Linked DNA regions of Macaca mulatta: region 1 is linked to region 2. Evidence: chromatin contacts called from public Hi-C data. All regions are on one chromosome and are shown on one strand. Each heading gives the region's core, a stretch centred on a gene start, on an enhancer-like site or on the middle of the called end of the contact. The rest is flanking DNA. Distances are from core to core; before and after follow the strand shown.

Evidence for each region. A called contact is a pair of places that touch in the nucleus more often than the background predicts.
Region 1: a contact with region 2 is called in a Hi-C map of fetal cortex germinal zone, with 3 times the contacts expected there. The contact joins the promoter of AKAP8 here to the enhancer-like site in region 2. A contact is called at or near these places in 6 of 14 Hi-C or Micro-C datasets (CD4 T cells, blood, fetal cortex germinal zone and 2 more).

Annotation. Positions count from the first base shown.
Region 1 is chr19:15,962,424-15,967,684 of T2T-MMU8v2.0, reverse strand. It overlaps AKAP8 (A-kinase anchoring protein 8), which reads left to right and starts at 2,945. Exons shown (of 13, transcript XM_077978119.1): 1 at 2,945-3,017. AKAP8L (A-kinase anchoring protein 8 like) reads left to right here. Exons shown (of 14, transcript NM_001260986.2): 13 at 2,130-2,225; 14 at 2,313-2,677. The coding sequence ends at 2,606. The region is part of intron 2 of LOC144336816 (a long non-coding RNA gene); the gene reads right to left.
Region 2 is chr19:15,845,807-15,851,830 of T2T-MMU8v2.0, reverse strand. It overlaps BRD4 (bromodomain containing 4), which reads left to right. Exons shown (of 20, transcript XM_077978092.1): 4 at 7-142; 5 at 1,902-2,191; 6 at 2,782-3,144; 7 at 4,000-4,128. The region is part of intron 2 of LOC144336816 (a long non-coding RNA gene); the gene reads right to left. LOC144336807 (a long non-coding RNA gene) reads left to right here and starts at 4,707. Exons shown (of 2, transcript XR_013409125.1): 1 at 4,707-6,024. Within about 2 kb of position 1,405, at least 7 of the 40 cell types and tissues checked have an H3K27ac peak or open chromatin away from gene starts, as enhancers often do. A contact at or near this core is called in fetal cortex germinal zone, where this site is marked.

The sequences.
Region 1 (5,261 bases), core at 1,696-4,195, 110 kb before region 2:
GAGTAGCTGAGACTACAGGCACAAGCCACTGTGCCCAGTAAAATCTGACTTTTTCAGCACAGACATGACAAAGTAAATGCTCATTGAAGCATTTCAGATTTTGGGTTTTTTGGAGTAGGGATGCTCACCTGGTAAGTATAATGCAAATATTCCAAAATCTGAAAGACTTCTGGTCATAAGCACTTTGGATAAGGGATACTCAATCTGTATCAAATTCTAGAAAATTTGGCTAGGCGTGGTGGCTCATGCCTGTAATCCTAACACTTTGGGAAGCTGAGATGGGTGGAGGTCCTGAGCTCAGGAGCTCAAGACCAGCCTGGGCAACATAGGAAAACACTGTATCTACTAAAAAAACAAAAAATCAGCTGGTGGTGCGTGCGCGCCTACTCAGGAGGCTGAGGCATGTGAATTGCCTAAACCCAGGAGGCGGAGGTTGCAGTGAGCTGAGAGCCCCTGCACTCCAGCTTGGGTGACAGAGCGAGACTGTCTAAAAAAAAAAAAAAGAAAATTTAAATGTGAAAAATAAAACCAAGATGAGAAAATAGTTAGAAAACTACAGACTCTGGGCGGGTGGTCCAGTGTGCTTACCAGAGCACTCAGTTGCCGGTGGACAGGGAAATGCCGTGGGAAGCAGCAGCACAGATTCTTCTGTCTTTCATTCACAGCAAAAATACCCCACAGTGACAACATCCAGTGCTGATGGGCAGGCAGGAGGACCAGGTCACTGTTTTTAACACAGGTGGAAGCAGCATGACTTGGAAATGTTTTGCAGTTAATTGGGCACTATCACTTTGAAACCAAACCTGGTTAGAATTAAAAGCACCAGCATGGAAGTGTACAGGTTTATTCTGGTGTTGCTGGGTTATTGTGGAGAAAATGTGGAAGCAATATAAATGTGCCTCAGTTGGGAGAATTTATGGTGTGGTCATCTGGGCATCCAGAGCTAGGAGGATAAAGTGTTGGCAAGTGAGAAAGAGTCACTGAGGAACGGTCTATAGTAGTATCCTAATTGTGTATCTTTAGTTTGTTATGAGCATGTATGATGTCTGTTAATATTTTCCTCCAGTAGTAGAGAAAACGTGCTAAGGAAAAAAAAAATGAAGATGGAGAGAGTAGAAGCAGCAAGTGAGAAGGCTTTCTGAAACATGTAAATGGAGTGGGCGGGACTCAGTGGGCTCTCCCACCCCGCCAAAAATATCCTCCTTTTAGCTTACGGTTTTTATAATGATCAAAGTGAGATTTGCCTGTACTCCCACCATGAGGAAATGGCCCCGCATACTGACGGAAATCCTTCCAGACAAAATGGCTCTGGCATGCTTTGCAGACAGTACTATATTATACACCTTTCTTTTGCCATTGGAGAGATGAGCCCGATTTGAAGGGCTGCATGACGTTCTTTTGAATGTACAATTTATTTAACCTTTTCTGCACTGAGGAACGTTTAGGTGTTTTCCCATTTTTCACCACTACAATCAGTGTGCACGTATGTTTCCAATTCTTAAATTTAGGATAGGTTCTGGGAAGGGATTAATGAAACAGATTTTTACTTTTCATACATTCTGTCAAACTGCTTTCCAAAAAATATGGAAACAGTTGATCCTCCCAGCAGCATAGAAGTGTCTCTTCAACCTTGCATGACTGGGAATAATTCTTCATTCTTGGAATTCTGTGGGTTAAAAAGACATGTTTGATTAAATATCTGTTCCTGCTTTTATACCCTCCCCGTTGGTCCCAAAGTGCTCCTTGCCTATTAGCCTAGTTGGCACCTTGTTATGGGTTGCACCTTTGGCTCTTAGTTTCTTAATTTGTTCACTGCTTATAGCTTTTTTGTAAGCAAATCAGATTTCTGTAATACAGCCGTAAAGATATATAGAGATCTATAGATCTGTATTTTTAATTACCTACAGTAAGTGTGGTGTGGAAGGAGAAGGAATTTGAACAAAGATCAGATAGGTTGTGGTTCCATGCTTGTAGAGTGGCCCTCCGTTGGTGGGGCTGCGCTCCGGGTGGAAGCGGGTGGAAGCGTGGGTGGAGGGGCAGGGGGGCGTCCCTCTAAACTGGCAGGGTCGGGGCGGGAACTTGTAGGGCACTCAGAGCAGCCTCTCCAGCCCCTTCTGCCCTGCCCGCAGCTCATGATGGAGCAGTCCAAGAAGTCCTCGCTCATGGTGGCCCGCAGTATTCTCAACAACAAGCTCATCAGCAAGAAGCTGGAGCGCTACCTGAAGGTGAGGCGCTGGTCCTGGCCTGGGCTTGTCCCCACCTCAGTCCCTGCCTGTGCTCCCTCACTTCAGTGTCCGCGCCCCTCCCCACAGGGCGAGAACCCTTTCACCGACAGCCCCGAGGAGGAGGCTGAGGGCGGTGCCCTGGACGAGGGGGCACAGGGCGAAGCGGCAGGGGTCTCGGAGGGTGCAGAGGGCGCGCCGGTGCAGCCTCCCGTGCCCCCAGAGCCAGCCCCCGGCGCCGTGTCGCCGCCACCGCCGCCGCCCCCAGAGGAGGAGGAGGAGGGCGCCGTGCCCTTGCTGGGAGGGGCGCTGCAACGCCAGATCCGCGGCATCCCGGGCCTCGACGTTGAGGACGACGAGGAGGGCGGCGGGGGCGTCCCGTGACCCGAGCTCGGGGCGGGCGGGGCCCGCGTGGCCGAAGCTGGAAGCCAAACCTAATAAAGTTTTCCCATCCCACCTCCCGGTTTCTCTGTTACGGTGCCGCGCGGGCCGGGCGGGGCGCGGGCCGAGAGGCGGGGCGCGCATTCGCGCGGGCCGGGCCCTCGGGCACCGCTGCGGGACCACAACTCCCGACAGGCTGCGGAGGTGGAGCTTCGCAGCCCGAAAGGCTAGCTGGGACGGTGAGGGCGGACCCTCGTGAATGCCAGCCAATGGGAGCGCGCGGAAGTAGTGACGTGTGCGCCTAGTCTTCCAGTAGTCGACGGCGGAGGTGCGTTGAACGCATGCGTGCTGTGGTCTCCTAGTAAAAGGGGCTGCTGGTGGGCCGCGTTGAAGACATGGACCAGGGCTACGGAGGTTTGTGTAGGCTGCTGGGTGCAGAGTAGGTAGCGAAGGCTGAGTGCGAGCCACGCAGCCGCTGCGCAGACGGCCGCGGGCCGGGCCTTCGTCCGGAGTGTGGTTGCCGCAGCCGGGCCCTGCAGAGAGGCGGCCAGAGCGCGCGCGCGCGCCGCTCATTGGGCTTTGGCGCCGTCGCTCCCGGGGCGCTGCGTGCGGATTGGCCGCCAGGGCCCGAAGAGGCGGGCGGGACTCGGGGTTGGGGCAGACGCCGCGGTGGGCTTCATGGGGGGCGCCTTGGGCTGTGCGGGCCGTTTCTGTCCCTCACCTTCGGCGGGGCCCTTCCGGCCCCCGGCGACCCCGGGGTTTGCACTCCCGGCTTCCTCTTCCGAAGACGCCACAAAATGGCGGCGCTAGGGGGCGGAGCTACAGCGTGGGGTCCTGAGGTCGGGCTCCGGGCGCTGGGTCTGGGGCCACGGGTGGACCGCTGGGGCCGCCTCTCCTGACCTGCCCTAGGCCTTCGGGGCCGGGTGGGGCCTCTGCTGGGCTCCCAAGGCCCAGGGCGCCTGTCCCGGAAGCCGTCGGGCTGCGCGGGGTCGGGCCTTTAATCCCCGGTGCTGCGTATTGAGGCCGAGTGCGGCCGGCGCGGGAGTCAGCCTCGCTGGGCTCCAGCTCTGTAGCCGGCGCGTGCTGGCGTGGGACAGGATGGTGAGGGGCAGATGCTGAGTGTTTGTATAAAGCTGGAAACCTGATTGTGCCCTGGGGCTGGTGACAGATTGGCCATTCTCATGTAGGCAGTGCGTTGCGGTGGCTTGGAGGGGCCAAGGGGTTGTGCAAGAGGGAACGTGTCCTTTCCCCGCTTGGCTTTAGCGCTTGGCCTGCAGTAGGGCCGATTTTCTCGAGCTTCCTGCTCCCCGCCTCTGGAATCAGAGCCTTCTGGGAGCCAAGTTTGCCCACAGGGGATAGTTGGGACACGCTGGGTGGAGCTCGACTGGGTGTAGAGAAGCTAGTGGTCTGATCCTGGCTGCAGGAGCTCAAGAAGTTGTCGATCTTGAGAAGTGGCAGGGCAAAATTATCCTATCACCAGAAATTGCAGAGACAGGAGAGCGGTCGGTCCTGAGGCGGCAGCGTGCGCGGTGTGCTTTGGTGTCTTCCGGGTCCTAGCGAAGGCTCTCCTGGTCTGCCACAGCCTGGGTAGATTTCACCATTCTCTCCTTTCCTTCCCATCAGATCTTTTCTGCCGGTATTGTCTTTTTCAGTCGTAGTTTGGAGAGGTTTTTTAAATCCCCTTTTCCTACCTCCCGAAAACCTTTCAGACACAGTGGAGATAGTTCAGCTTCCCCGATTTCTTGTGTTTCGGGGAGCGTTTTAAGGTTAATAATGCGTGCTGCTTACACTAGAGCTTCACAGGGAAGCGGCCTCTCGAGGTTGGTTACTTGCTGTTAGAATCTGCAGTCTGCCTTTCTGTTGCACGGATGCAAATTTAGAAGGCTTTGCGGTATGACGGAGGGGAAGGCATAGCATAGCAGAGGGCAAAACTCAGCGGTTATGACTGGGTCAAGTCTCGTAACCCATGAGCCTAGCTCCCTTGTCTCTGAATGGCCTTCGGGACAACAGGGTTTGCTGGGTGCTTGCAGTGTATCGGCACACACTAGGCACTTAGCGGCGGGGCTTTTTCTGGTGAGGGAGACATGGGTATGTTCCTGCCTCATCAAAGTGAAGTCATTTAACAGGCATGGTGGCCACCCGCGCGCAGCTGAGTGCTGGGCCCCAGGGACACAGAAATGAAGAGAACACAGTTCCCATCCTCCTTCCTGGAGGGACCAGACAGATCCCATAGTGGGTGGGGGGTGTTGGGAGGGTCGAAGAGTGCAGTCTGATGCCTTAGGGCCAGGCCAAGGCCCTGGGACTTAAAGGTCCAGGGGATCCGTGGAGGGCTTAAAAGTGATAGGAAGTGCGGCTTAGAGAGATGCAGTTTATGTCACCAAATTCCCATGCTCGTTCTCAGTTACAGGGTACTTGTGATAGTAGTCGGAACTGGTTTCCTGGCTGTGTGGTGGGTGGGGGAATGTGTCCTCATGCTGAATGGATTGTCTTGTGTTAGCCTCAGTTGTGGATGGACTCTTGGAGGGGTGAGGTACTTGGCCAAGGTCCCTCTGCAGGCGGAGCTGACCTCCAAGCCCACTTCCCACCCTTCTTTTTCTGCTTTGATCTCAGCCAAGTGGAATGCGATGATGCCGTTAGCCAGCTGTGGGGTGGCTTTTT
Region 2 (6,024 bases), core at 156-2,655:
ATCCAGCCTGGAGATGACATAGTCTTAATGGCAGAAGCTCTGGAAAAGCTCTTCTTGCAAAAAATAAATGAACTACCCACAGAAGAAACCGAGATCATGATAGTCCAGGCAAAAGGAAGAGGACGTGGGAGGAAAGAAGCAGGTAGAGTACTGAAATAGCAAGTAAATTGGCTTTCTCCCCGACCTTTGTCCCTTTTCCAAGTTCGGTGGGGGGCTGGGAGTGGCAGGAAGATGGTGACATTATATACTGCATGCCGTGTTTGGACATGTGAGATTGGGTTTGGTGTTGGATCCATCCCACAGGGTCATGTGGCCCTGTGGCCTCTTCTAAGCAGAAATAATTGGGCCCTGCCTTTTCTGAGGGTAGGTGATGGATTTACGATAAAAAGAAAGTGTAACATTTCAAAGCACTTTGACATTTTTTGAACACTTGACCCTACCAGTATCATAGGTGGTTTTTACTTTTCCATTTTAAGGACATTAACATGACCAGAAATCATTTTAACTAACTCTCAGTTCTAAACCTTGAGGTTGGGAATTGGAATTACCTTAATGCACTGGTGTCAGAGCTATCCCTGCTTCTGATGCTCAGTCATCTGAAATGAAAGCCCTCCGCATCCATTTCTGCCTGTCACCACCCCCAACTGACACAGGGTTCCAGGGGCCAGCTGGCAGAGCTGCGCACTCCAGGAAATGATTCTGTCTAGGAAACCAGCAGCTACTGTCCACATCTTGTCCTTTGCAACTCCATGCTGCAGAAGGGTGACATTTGCAAGGTGGTCCCTGAGTGTGAGTTGTTTGCTTCTCTGAGCAGCAGCCTTTCACCTGGCTTCCCATGCTGTTCTGAAGTGGTGGCAGAAAGGGGGTTGCTGCATCCCCTGCTGCACCCAAAGGTAAATAAGGAGAACTAGTCTCACATGTCACCCTGTGGCTCTTGTACATATCAGATCACATCCCTGATCCTCATGTAAGTCACATCCCTTATCCTTACATGAGGATATTGGTCCTCACTCCCTGGGACCAGGGGTTTGGGCTGCACACTGGGCAGACAGACTTGGTGGCACCTCCTGTTCCAGTCTGGAAGAAGTCCAGCAGTTGTGCCGGGGGAATGAGAAATGGGAAACTCAGCGGAATTTCACCCTTGCTCCTTGAGATGCACAGAGAACATGGGTGTTGCTTGAGCTGGTAGATGAGGGCACTGGGTGTCTTTGTCCATTTTCATGGCAGCCAGCATGCACACGAAGGATGTGGTGGCCCAGGTTATGCTCCCAGGCATTCGCACCCTGGGCCATCCGCTCTTGTTAGAGCTCTGACCATAATCCCTCACTTTTTGCAGCTGGTTGGGTGAGCCACGTGACCATTGTGTGTTTGGACTCCCTGCACAGCTGCTGGGAGGCAGCGCCGGAGGCAGTCATGAATGGCAACAGTCCAGCTGCCCCCTGTGGCTTGAGGAGGTGGGGGTCTGCCAGTTTCCAGAAACCTTGGCGAGGGCAGCTACTGCCGGCTCCCTGCCAGAAGCTCTTACTCAGAAGGCAGTGCTTCTGGGAACAAGGGCAGCTGTGCCTGGAAGCTCTGAGTGTTTTCCCGCTCTCTGTCCCCTGTCAGCGTGTGCTTCCTGCTCCTTGAGCCTAGGCCTCCAGGCTTCATGAAGGGGTCTTTGTGCCTGAGTTGGGAGTTGCAGCCAGGACGCCCTAGGAAATGAGAAGTGCGGTTTTCTGCTGTTCTCTGAGCCCCAGGGACAGGTGGACGGGTTTGGCAGAGTGGAGTCTGGGATGTTCATCTCTCAGGCAAATGCAGCACGCAGATGTGCGCTCACTGTGTGTGCTGTGTGTCCCCACAAGGTCAACCAGCGTGTGGACGTTAGCATGGCCTGTAACTCCCTGTCTTCTTATGATTCGTAGGGACAGCAAAACCTGGCGTTTCCACGGTACCAAACACAACTCAAGCATCAACTCCTCCGCAGACCCAGACCCCTCAGCCGAATCCTCCTCCTGTGCAGGCCACGCCTCACCCCTTCCCTGCCGTCACCCCAGACCTCATCGTCCAGACCCCTGTCATGACAGTGGTGCCTCCCCAGCCACTGCAGACACCCCCGCCGGTGCCCCCCCAGCCACAACCCCCACCCGCTCCAGCTCCCCAGCCTGTACAGAGCCACCCACCTATCATCGCAGCCACCCCACAGCCTGTGAAGGTGAGTGTCCTGGACTCTGGAGGGCTGCTGTCACCAGGGAGGAGAGCAACCCTGTCCTTGCCCATGCTTTACACAAAGCCTGTCCTGGGTCCTGGGCACTGGTGGGTGTTTCTGGGGAGATCTTGCTGTGTTGAAATTGCAGCCCAGAAGCAGCTGCCCTGCTGACTCAAAAGATCCCATAATTGTGTCACACCTCCTAGTGGGTTCCTGCCCCCCTGCCCCTCTCTAATTTAGACTGTACATATTTGCAGATGTGCCATCTAAATAGTCTCTGAATTGTGCCTCCCCTGGGCACTTGGGAAGAGGCCCTAGTGTTAGGTAGTAAGCAGCCTCCAGAGGTCCCTTGGCTTCCAAGTGAGCACACAGTTTTATGCTTTCTCCTGCCACAGGCAGGTCCTGTCCCAGCTGCAGAGCAGAGTGGTGGGACACCGTCTGCCTGTCCTTGGCCCTTTGCCTGTGCAGTTATCTTTGGGTCCATCCTGCGTGAATGTCGGGCCCCTAGACAGGGCATGGCTTTGGGGGTGACCCTGAGGGCAGCTGTGCTGGCTGCCACTTCTGACTGTGCCTGTTGGCGTCCGTGTTCTTGGCAGACAAAGAAAGGAGTGAAGAGGAAAGCAGACACCACCACCCCCACCACCATCGACCCCATTCACGAGCCACCCTCACTGCCCCCGGAGCCCAAGACCACCAAGCTGGGCCAGCGGCGGGAGAGCAGCCGGCCTGTGAAACCTCCAAAGAAGGACGTGCCCGACTCTCAGCAGCACCCAGCGCCAGAGAAGAGCAGCAAGGTCTCAGAGCAGCTCAAGTGCTGCAGCGGCATCCTCAAGGAGATGTTTGCCAAGAAGCACGCCGCCTATGCCTGGCCCTTCTACAAGCCTGTGGACGTGGAGGCGCTGGGCCTGCACGACTACTGTGACATCATCAAGCACCCCATGGACATGAGCACAATCAAGGTGAGCGAGATGTGCCTGAGTGGAGGGACAAGGTGGGCAGGCTGTCCCTCCACATCAGAGCCTTCCTAGCCTTTCCAGTCCAAGAGGAGGCCTAGGCCTGGAACGGTGGCTGCGTGGGCTTTTCCTGTCAACTCGAAGAAACTGAGCGCCCCCTGCTGGCCACTGTGGGACGTGCTCTGAGACCCTGTGCTTGGCCATTGTGGCTGTGGATGGCTGTGCTACCCCTTCCCCTAGTCTGAGGAAAAGCAAGACAAGCCCTCTGGCCTTGGTTGCCCGGGGCCCCGGGTACCTTGCCCACACAGTAGATGCTCCATGAGAGTTTGGGACTTGGCGGCCTTGCCAGCCTCTTTGTGGTGGGGAAGGCCTTGCTATCTCCTCTGTGTGGGAGGCACGCTGTAAGTGCCGACATTTTCACCATAGTGTTTTGAGACCTTTTTGGTTTTAAAACTTAACTACGTGTGTCTTCTTCTGGGAGTGGAGTCCCAAACATGGGGCAGGCAGAGCAAAGAACAGTGCTGTGTCCGTTTGACGAGCTCCTGTACTGTGTCATCATGATGAGCTGGGCCCAGCCCTCTCCATCAGTTCTCCCCCTCAGTTCTGGCTCAGGCTCCACCTCCTGTGGGTTCTGAGTCTACCTGCCTGTGAGCCAGGCAGATGAGCTGGGATGCTGGCAGGGCCAGTCCCAGCCCTGAGGCTGAGAACTGGGATGATGGCCTGTCCCCCACTAGAGTCTTGACAAAACTGAGAGCCAAGAAACCAACTTGCTCCTCTAGGCAGCTCTTTCGTCTGCTGCCAGTTACTTCTCCATGGTCACTTGGGCAGACACAGCTAACAGGGACCTGTCTTGTTTTCCAGTCTAAACTGGAGGCCCGTGAGTACCGTGATGCTCAGGAGTTTGGTGCTGACGTCCGATTGATGTTCTCCAACTGCTATAAGTACAACCCTCCTGACCACGAGGTGGTGGCCATGGCCCGCAAGCTCCAGGTGAGGCTTGGGAGGGCACAGCCACCCTCAGCAGAGCGAGCTGAGGTCCTCGTGGGATCACATCTCTGTGGGCCTTGGCAGTTTTTTTTCTGTCACTTTCCTTGGGATAATGCCATGTTGCTTTAAAAAAGTGCCTAAACTCAGCCTAGTGTACATATTTTAAGTTGAGATTATTCAGTTAAAGCAGAGTGGGTGTTCCACTGCAGGCCCCCTCCCCCATCATCCGCCAGCACTCATTTGCTTTTGGCTGGAAGAGCAGGTGTGTGTTGTGCATGGCCCAGTCTCTCCTACAAAACACACCTGTCTCAAGTGGTTCGGGGGTGGGGGGCACTCTTGCCAAGTAGGCGCTGTCACAGTTGTGAGCTGAGGACATCTGCACTGTGGACATCTTTCCACCAGAGCCTTAAGAGCCTTCTAGCTGCAGAGTGGTTGTTTTTCCACATGGCCACAATTCTGATGGGGGGTCCTGGGCCACTTCCTTCAAGTTGAGAGCCTGGGTGGTGTACAATGTGAAATACACGTGTGGACGGGGAGGGGAGATGACAGCATAGATGTGTAAACTATTGTTTTTTTAAAAAAGGAAAAATATGTAAGTTTAAAAAAACGGCTTTCTTTGGTTAATAAGATTGGGTTAAAAATTTTGGAGAATAAAGTCAATATTTAGTACTATCATCTTTTTTTGTGTGTGTGGGTGGGGGGGCCGTCTTAATTATTGGAAACAGACAGGGTCTCCTTCTGTCACCCAGGCTGGAGTGTAGTGGCACAATCATAGCTCACGGCAGCCTCTGCCTTCTAGGCTCAAGCGATCCTCGCACCTCAGCCTCCCGAGTAGCTGGGACTACAGACTTGCACCACCGTGCCCAACTAATTTTGCCTCTTTTCTTTTAAAGAGGTGGGGTTTTGCCATGTTGCACAGGCTGTTCTGGAACCCCTGGGCTTAAGTGTTCCACCTGCCTCGGACTCCCAAAGTGCTGGGATTACAGACCCATCTTCTTTTTTAAATTATTTAAAACTGTAGATAAATGATCATAAAAATTCCCAGCCTCTTCTCCCCGAGGCCATGGGTTGCTTCTGTTCTCAAGGTCAGAGCAGGCTGTGGGCGGGGCCACCTGCCGTCATGAGGTGCTGGTGTGCTCATTGTAGGCCTCAGCAGACTTCTGCACTCCTGCCTCTCACAGCCATCTGCTTCCAGGGCAGAAGTGAGGACTTGGAAAGCCTTTGGTGACCTGCAGATCTGTGCCAGGCAGAGGTCACCAGAGCCCCACTGCCTGCTTGCCTCCTAGCTGTACTAGGTCCTCGTGTTGTCCCAGACTCCCCACCATAGCACCCCATACCTGCTCCCACTGGACCCAAGGCACTGTGTCTCCTGTTCTCCGTGGATCAGGGGCTGCCTTGGCTTCAGAGGACACGTGCTCAAACTCTTGAGGTAGGATAAACACTTCCCTTGTGAAGTTTGTTGGGCTCTTTCTTACTAGTATGAATGTGTCTCTTGTTATTTAAATGCATGCTCAGGCTTGGGGCTTTTTGTTTCTACTTTTTGTTAGGGTTTGTTTTTTTTTTTTTTTTGAAACGGGGTCTCATTCTGCTTACTGCAGCGTCAACCTGCTGTGCTCAGTTGAGCCTCCCAAATAGCTAGAACAGTGAGCGTGTGCCACCATGCCTGGCTAATTTTTGTATTTTTTGGTAGACATGGTGTCTCACTGTGTTGCCCAGGCTGGTCTCAAACTCCTGGGCTTAGGTGATCCACCCACTTCAGCCTCCCAAACTTCCAGGATTACAGACATGAGCCATGGCACCTGGCCTGTTCCTTAGTTTTATTTTCTGTGACTTGGGGAGTTGTTGCCCTCTCTTCACTTTGGTAGTGTCTGTGTGCCTTCTTCACAAATAACATTGCCC